Linked DNA regions of Mus musculus: regions 1 and 3 are each linked to region 2. The links are chromatin contacts, called in public promoter capture Hi-C maps. All regions are on one chromosome and are shown on one strand. The core of a region is the stretch at or near the end of the contact, and the rest is flanking DNA. Distances in the headings are between cores, read along the strand shown.

Region 1 (2,700 bases), core at 100-2,599, 3.9 Mb before region 2:
ATGGTGTTAAAAATGTCCTCATCGCAAAGAGGACTACTTGTGAAACAGTCATGAAACCCCCACATAGCAGTTCCCTGGCTTCCCAGGGAATAGTTTCAACCATCTTTAGTCATGGAAGCAGCACACTTGATACCGACCCAGCAAAGTTTTCAGTTGGCCCTTACCATCTCTTTACTCTCCCCATCCCCCTCCCTCCACTTCCCTGATGTTCTTTCCTGGCATACAAAATATAGGCCAATGAGCAGTGGGTGGGTGAGGAGGATGTGAGAACAAATTTGAGAAGTAAAAAAGGGAGCAACTTAACCAGGACACGACATGAATGAGACTGAAGGGTCTAATAAGGGCAGGCAAGTGAATATCAGAGACTGAAAGAAACCGAAGGTGCTTTCCTAGGCTGCAGTGCGTGGTATATGGATGTAGGGTTAAGTAGAGGTCAGACTACCTACCACTCGTCAGAAGCTGGGCTGCTTTGGGTGACTTCTAGTGTCTCTTCCGACTCTGAAATGTCAGGATTTCTTTTTCACAAAGGAGAACGTACGGATGGTGGAAGCCCACTGACTTGGAACCCTCAAGTAGCAGCCTTGGCGGCTGACTCCCCGATACCACTCCTACGTCTCCCTCCCACACGTGCCCACCCCGCCCCCTTTCAGTATCAGCACCTCCACGTGCAAAATGCCTCTCGGCGCTGGCTCTACAATGGTGGGCTCCGTCTCCAGCCAAGCCCCGAAACTCTGTATGCTCCTGCCCCCACACCCCCGAGAAACCACTCTCCCACCCTTGGCAGCTAAAAAAGGCAAAGTCTCCTATCTAATCTTTCCCTTCAAGCAGAACGGGGTTGGGAGGGAGCAGAGGAAAAACTTTCTTATGTTTTTTTTTCTCCCTAAGAGAACCCTAAGTCAGGGGTTGAGGGGGGGAGGGGAACCCCTGAACGTTTAACGGCCAGTAGGGGGAGGGGAGCTCCGGAGACGGAGGGGGCGTGGGATGAAGAAGCAGGCCCGCGAGTGGGGTCCCCGAGCTGCGGCGTTCCGGGGGCCGGGCAGCCGCAGGCGTGCCCCCCCCCCTCAAACCTGGCACACAAAGCGGCCGCTGCGCTCGGCTCTCACCAGATCCTTTGTGTTTTCCATCAGGGCCTCATGGGTAGGGGCCGTCCGTGCTCCCCGAGCCCGCGGCGCCCCCTCCCCCCCCGCGAGCAGGGGGCCGGTGCCTCTCCCCGGGACTGCGGCGACTACAGGGGGGACCCCCGGCTGGGCCAGGGCCAGCGACAGCAGTGGCAGCCCCCGGATTTCCCCCCTTTTAACTCGGGTGGCCCCAGGATATCAACAACATTAGCATAGCCCTCCCTCCCCAGCGCGCCTGCGCCGTGACCCGCGCCCCGATTGGCCCACTTCCCCCACGTACCCTCCTCTCTCCCCTCCAGCGTGGGACCCTCGGCAGGCGCCGTACTCTAAGGACCGTACCAAGACCACAAGTCGATGAGGTAATTGAGGGCGCGCGGCACGACGCGGGGCTCAGAATCAGCAGGGCGAGAAGTTTCTTTCAGCCACTTCCATTTGGACTCCGGCCTCCCCGAGTCCCTTCCAATATGTTGCCTCCGAGAAGTTGTGTTGGGAAAAATTTCCACTCCAGTCACGCCGCTTCCCCCTCCACCCGGAAGATCGGCCTTCCCTGAGGAACTCCCACATGGGGCGGGGCCGCCGGACGGAGTGGGAGTGACGTAGCGCGCGAGCGCCGGTCACGTGGCTTGCGGCGGCGCAGACTCCTTCCGGCTCCCCGGGGCCGGGCCGAGGAGAAGAGCGAGCCGCCCCGGCACATGCGCAGTGGTACTCCACGTGAACGTCGGCGTTTTCCCCTCAGCCCTGAGGATGCCGCCCGAACGCAAGAGCCGGACGAGACGAGACCGGAGAGCCGGCGCAACGCCGGGGAGGAAAGCCAGACCCGGGAGCGGCAGCACGCCCGCAAAGGCCGCCCGTTCATCCCAACGGACACAGCCGGCCGAGCCGAGGGCGGCCCCTAGCGCGGGATCCGCGGCGGCGGCGGCAGAGGAGGAGGAGAGCCGGCTCCGGCAGCGGAACCGCCTGACGCTAGAGGACGATAAGCCGGCCGCCGAGCGTTGCCTGGAGCAGCTCGTCTTCGGCGATGTCGAGGACGACGAGGACGCGCTGCTGCAGCGGCTGCGGAGCTCGCGGGTGAGGAAGGCCTGCCTGCCTGCCCGCCTGCCTGCCTGCCGAGCGGGCACACGCTCTGGCGGGGCGCGCGGCGGGAGGCGAGGCCCCGGGGGCGGAGCCTGGAGGTGGGGGGGACCTGTGGCGGCGAGTGCTCAGGTGGGAGGGACCGGCGACCGCGGGCGCCGAGGGGCGCCGTCCGGCTCTTTCGCCTCGGGTTCTGGGCTGCTGGCTGGCGAGGGCGGGGACGCTGCCTTTCTCCGCCCCAAAGGGGCTGCGGCGCTTCGCATCCAGCAGGCGCTCAACTGTCGGCTTGGTTTGCCAAAGGATGTCTGCAAAGTAGAGTCGCTCATCTTCGGGCTCTTACACCCTCTGCTGGAACCACAGGGGTGACCGTTTGATCACCTGTCGCGACTCCGCGTAGTGGATGGAACCAATACGTGGGCAGAAGGCGTAAAGCTGCATTTTAATAACATCGCGGGGTGATACCCACGCCCAGCTTTTGAGAACGATCAGTGTGTATTCATCTCTAACCTTT
Region 2 (2,700 bases), core at 160-2,659:
AGAGAGAGAGAGAGAGAGAGAGAGAGAGAGAGAGAGGCAGACAGACAGACAACATATTTAAACATGTACAATAAAGCAGTTTGAATTTGGTCTCTTGTTTCTTCTATGGTCCTGTTCATTCCCTTGGGCCTCTCTTAATCCATCAATATTTCTGTGGTGACAAAGTTCCGATCCCATGAAAGCACACAATCATGACTGGTCCTTTGGCAATCTTTGACAATCCTCCACATTGGTTTCCTTGTTGGATGAGTGTGAGTGGATTGCTTGTTTCAGTAATAGTTTACACCTGTGAGAAAGCTTACAGGCTACCACTAAAACTGCAAGGAAATTTGTCTTGAAGCAATCTTTCCCGTGTTTTGGAATAACTTACTTTCCTTCTGTCCTGTACAAGAAAATCCATGCTGAGGCAAATAAAACAGTGATCTGTCTGTTTTTTGGCAAATGTGACCGTGGGGCTTTTGTAAACTGGCTTTCAATAGTTTTTTTTTTTAACCACTTTTTTTCCCCTTCTAGTATTGAAAAAATTGTGTTTCAGTTTATTCCTGAAAAACAAGAGGGAATGATCATTAAATACCACTTTGGTAGGCACTGGGATATTCTACGGCCCTCGACTATTTAAGGCAGCACAGTCTTTGACCCATTTTACAGATTAGGCAATTTGGCTTTCCAGGCGGTCTTGGCAATTGAGTGGTGTTTGCACTTATCTTTGAACTCCCTACTTTACTCAAAGCCAGGGTTGCAGATTTCGGCTGAGTAAGACTCAAATGAACAAAAAGATCTTTGAGTTGCAAGACCTAAATTATGCAAGCTGCAGAAATCCAGGTACCTTATCTTTCATATCATTTGTACCCACAAAAATCTTGTCCATTGTGATCTGATTTCTTAATTGTGACTTCCTTGCCCTTCTGCTGATTCTAAGGGATTGATTCACAAAACACGGTTTCAAAATGTATACCAGAAAGAAGAGCATTTTTAAAAAATTATATATATATATAAAACTAGCATCTGACCTCTGAGACTTTCAAGCATTTGTGTTCGGTCCCTCTCCCCAAATGTCTTCCAGAGACCTTTCCACCTTCAGAGAGGTAGGGGGTAGGAATCTCACGCAGGTTTGAAGGGTGTGGAGGTGAGTATAGGATGTGCTGGCCCTACTTCCAGAAGTTTCCCTACTTCTTCAGCCCTTCCTTCTTTCTCCAGATAAGCGACAGCTTTTTTTCTAGTATTTTTTAACTCGGCATTCTTCTTAACCTTTGCTTAGCCCCGCCTGTCTTCAGATCTGGAACCGCCCTCTTAACCTCCGCTCCCCACCCCCGCCCTCCCACGTCCCGCCTCCTCGACCAAGTCCCGCCTTCTCTCTTCCCTGCCAATCAGGTTGGGGTCACCTTGTGACCCCGCCCCCGATCTCTCTAAGGGCCAGTGAGTGACCTGCGCTCCGGGCGCTGTATCCTGGCTGCGGAAGGATGGCGGGGGCCGCATGCTGCTTCTCGGACGAGCAGTTCCGGGAGGCTTGTGCTGAACTCCAGAAACCGGCGCTGACCGGGGCCGATTGGCAGCTCCTGGTAGAGGCCTCAGGCATAACCATCTACCGGCTGCTGGACCAGGTAGCAACTGACCTGCCCGCTGGAGGAGGTCAGGGGCCTGGGCCCCCTGGTTAGGACTCGCCAAGGGTACTCCACTGCTCTGCAGGGGTGACTAGGCTCCTTGGAGCTACTTTACCCTGTGTAGATCTTATGCGGCTGGCAGGTTGTCCGAGCTCAGCCTCAGGTCATTCCTGTTGCTAGACTTCTGAGTTGTAATTTATGTTTTACTCTGCAGCGTTTGCAAAAAAAATCAAACGGCCTGGGAGTAGGGAATTGTATTTAACGGCTCGTGGTTGAAGATGGGGCGAGGTGCCAAAGAAACCCACCCGGTCTAGGATCTGGACTTTCACTGGGAGTGGGTATAACGGGTCCAATACAGGGTTTCCGAGATCGAGCTGGAGTGGCGTGCCCGTGGACATATAGGAGTGTGTGTTTATCTACATTCACAAGAGAGAGGCATTTGGCAGCAATCAGCTGATAGAAAACAGAAAATGAGTAGTTTGGAAGTTTAGCCCAACTTCAGTCCGTTTGTTTGCTAGGAAAATTGAAACATTGGTCTATTCATTCCTACACCATGCCAGTGTCTGCAGAGAACATGTTTCCTTTTGCCAGATGGGTGCCAGTTCTGTATGGGGTACAGAAGGGCCATGTCCTGAGGCAGGTAGGAAAGAGACAAGACTCATGGACTGGATGTTCAGAGCTGGCCAAGAGGTAACAGTAGCAATTCCATCAATTTAGTGACTGTCTTCTGTGTGGGTGTGATCTAATTTTAAGGTCTATTTAATAATTCGGTTGTGAAACTTCATGCAGAAAGAGCAATGGAGGCCGGAGGAGGAGTGTAGTTGGTTGTTAAGCATCTTGAGGCATCTTAAGAAGCCATTGGAACCAAGTAGCTAGTCAGGTGGGAGAAACTGGAGGTTTGGCATCAGTTGCTTTGCTGTAGGCAACAGAAGTTCCTTGGCACAAGATCAGACTGGTATAGCAAAGGATTCCAAATACTGATCTATTATGGGAGCCTTGGCTTTCACAGGTGAAGGAAGCAGACATGGAGGAATGGCGTAACTGTGTCACAGAGGCAGAGAAGTTCAGGACAGATGCAGTTGGAGGGTTTATAACCTAG
Region 3 (2,700 bases), core at 156-2,655, 4.2 Mb before region 2:
CCCCCACACACACACATTCTGAAATTCCTCTCAGCTGCAAGTATAAGAAAAACAAGCAGCTTAAAACTCCTATTGATTACTCTGCTTAAAGGGCAGAGTTTCTCAGTTTTATTCTTATTTTTAAAAGCCATCTCCTTCCCTCTTCGGATAAACGGGCAGTCCCTGGAGAGGCTGGAGCGAAAAGGTCGACCTTTAAACGTTTGCTGGATCAGCACTGGGTGGGGATAAGAAAAGATCAAGGGCAAAGAGAGGTATTTCCAAGGGAGAGCTATTTGTACAACGAGGTTGATCAAAAAGGGCATTTAAAATAATCAAACTGGTGTGGATCCGTCTGTTCCATTTTCCATATTCTTGGTGACAAAGGGCAAAGAATCTCTCGTGTAGCCCCCAAACTACACTTTCCAAGCCGAAACCCAAGAGCAGGCAGAGAAAGCAGATTCAGCTGGACTGCTTGAAGGTGCAGCCGAGCCCAGACAGGCTGGGTGGAAGGTGGTTTTTAAAGCAACGCCTTAACACAGGACTGTGAAGAATTACATAAACAGCCAGTTGGGTCTCATTAGATTTCTGCTCACAGCGCTGGGAGCCCGAGCGCTACAGCAGCAGCAACAGCCAGAGGAGGTGGAGGTGGAGGAGGAGGAGGAGGAGGAGGAGGAGGAGGAGGAGGAGGAGGAGGAGGAGGAAGAGGAGGAAGACTACTAGACTTGCTCCGGGAGGAGGAGCTCGGCCCGGGGAAAAGGAGAGCAGGCTCTTTAGCTGCCTCAGGGACGCGGCCCGGGCACCGGCAGGTCGCGGCGCGGGCCGCCCAGTCTTCCCCTCCCCCGCCGTAACCTGACCCTGCCGTCCCCCACTCTGCTCCCCGCTCGAGGCTCCTGGGACCTAGCCAGCATCCCGGAGCACCGGTCCGGGCCCGATCCCTGTATCCCGGCGCCCCCTCCCCCTGCCTGGGCGCCGCTGCCCCCACCCCGGGTGCTCCCTCCTCCCGGTTGCCCGTCGGCCGTCAAGCCTCCGGACCAGGTCCCCGGAGCCACTCCATTCCCTTGGGTCCCCGAGGCCGCCCCTCCACACCCGGGCTCGCAGGACGCTGCAGCCACTCCCTCGGCCCCTAGCCGCCGCCCCGCCGTACTTACAAGCTGCTCCGGAGCTGCGGCCGCCGCCGAGCCGCGGCTGGGCGGGGGAGAAGGGGCAGCGGGCGGGGGCGCGGGTGGGTCGGGAGCGGCGAGGCGACGGGGTGCAAGACGTCGCCACCGCCGGACACGCGACGGACGCCTCGGGCGGGTCCGGGAGCTCGCTGCTCTGGCTCAGGGGTGGCGGGGACGGCAAGCTTACACGAGCGCGCTCGCTTCTCTACACAGCCCGGCGGCCCGGCCCTGCGTCCCCGTACAGCGCCCTCTGCGCGCCGGGCCAGAGCTTCGCTCCTTCTGCCGCGGCGCGCGCCCCGCCTCTCGTTTTATAGCCTCCTCCCCGCCCCCAGCCTCCGCGGGGGTGCGCGCCGCTCGCGTCACAGTCCCGCCCTCCCCACCCGGCACCCCCCGGCCGCGCCGACTCCGCCCCTGCCCTGCCCCCCGACGCCATTGGCCAAGTCCCGCCTGCCCACGTCCAGACGGCCGCTGATAGATGGTCACGCCTCCTGAACGCCGCTGTGACCAATGAGCTGAGAGTCCCGAGAGGTTGGGGGAGGGGTTAAGGGAGGCCTTGGAAGGGGATTGGACAAGGGTAGGGATGGGATGGTAGGGATGGGGTGGCAGGGCCCGGGGGCCTGGGGGTGGGGGGTGGGGGGTGGGGGGGGAGGAGGGGGAGCAGGTGGCGACGCGGCGGGGACCGGCCGGGAGGGGCAGCCGAGGCTGGGGGAGGGAGGGCAGAGTACACGGAAAAGGCTGCTTCCGAGCGAGTGCGACTGTGGCCGAGGAAAACCCCACTCCTGGGCGAGCTAGCCTGTGGGTCTCAGCCCATCCCGGGGTAACCGGGACTCGTGCTCCCGATTCATTGAGTATTAATCCCCGCAGGGCCTAGGCCAACTGCCACCCCGAGAGTGACAACTGCAGAACCTGGGGGTGGGGAAGGGAGGCCACGTCGCTGCACCTCCCGCACAGGTGACAGTTTAACTGCCTCTGCAGCTCCCCCTGGCCAAATCTCCCCGGGTCACCTGGCAGCAGCTCGGACATGAGGGTTGCTTGAGACCGTAAGAAAAAAAAATTGTCTTATATCAAACGTCGCAGAGAGCGACACGCTGCCAAACTGCCTGTGTGACTCTGTGTGCGTGCCCACGCGTGCATTTTGAGAACTTTCACCCAGGCCCACAAAATAAACACGAGGCCTCGCTGAGGAACCTGCGAGAGTTTATGAACTGTGCACAGGTGTCCAGGGAATAGGGACGCCAGGGACTCTAGGGGCGCGGATAGGCGCCGTTTCCACAACCTGCAGCCCAGAAATCCGAGTTATCGTCCGGAGTGGAACGGGGCGTTCCTCTTGGCTAAAAATAATTACTCACAGGTAGCAACGATGCCTGATTGGTCGCACTGGACCTTAGCGGCCAGACGATTGGCTGTCTGGTCTCCAGGAGACCGACGTCAAACTCGGACTGGGTAAAGGCGAGAGAAAGTCGAGGGGGAGCCTCGGAGAGAAGGGGGGGGGGGGTTGGGGGGGGGGAGAAAGCGCAGCAGTGAATGAAACGCCCAGGGCCCTGCCTTCCCCTTCCCTGTC

The links. Promoter capture Hi-C pulls out the DNA fragments that hold promoters and counts their contacts.
Region 1: a contact with region 2 is called in a promoter capture Hi-C map of pre-B cells. The contact joins the promoter of Mbtd1 here to the promoter of Pctp in region 2. A contact is called at or near these places in 2 of 39 promoter capture datasets (cranial neural crest and pre-B cells).
Region 3: a contact with region 2 is called in a promoter capture Hi-C map of pre-B cells, with 4 times the contacts expected there. The contact joins the promoter of Tob1 here to the promoter of Pctp in region 2. A contact is called at or near these places in 2 of 39 promoter capture datasets (cranial neural crest and pre-B cells).

Annotation. Positions count from the first base shown.
Region 1 is chr11:93,884,820-93,887,519 of GRCm38.p6, reverse strand. It overlaps Mbtd1 (mbt domain containing 1), which reads right to left and starts at 1,349. Exons shown (of 16, transcript NM_134012.4): 1 at 1,104-1,349. It overlaps Utp18 (UTP18 small subunit processome component), which reads left to right and starts at 1,754. Exons shown (of 14, transcript NM_001013375.1): 1 at 1,754-2,186. The coding sequence starts at 1,863. RefSeq lists enhancers at 1,437-1,470, 1,483-1,525, 1,720-1,752 and a cis regulatory region at 1,732-1,739.
Region 2 is chr11:90,001,603-90,004,302 of GRCm38.p6, reverse strand. Pctp (phosphatidylcholine transfer protein) reads left to right here and starts at 1,409. Exons shown (of 6, transcript NM_008796.3): 1 at 1,409-1,601. The coding sequence starts at 1,461.
Region 3 is chr11:94,210,159-94,212,858 of GRCm38.p6, reverse strand. Tob1 (transducer of ErbB-2.1) reads right to left here and starts at 1,405. Exons shown (of 2, transcript NM_009427.2): 1 at 1,128-1,405.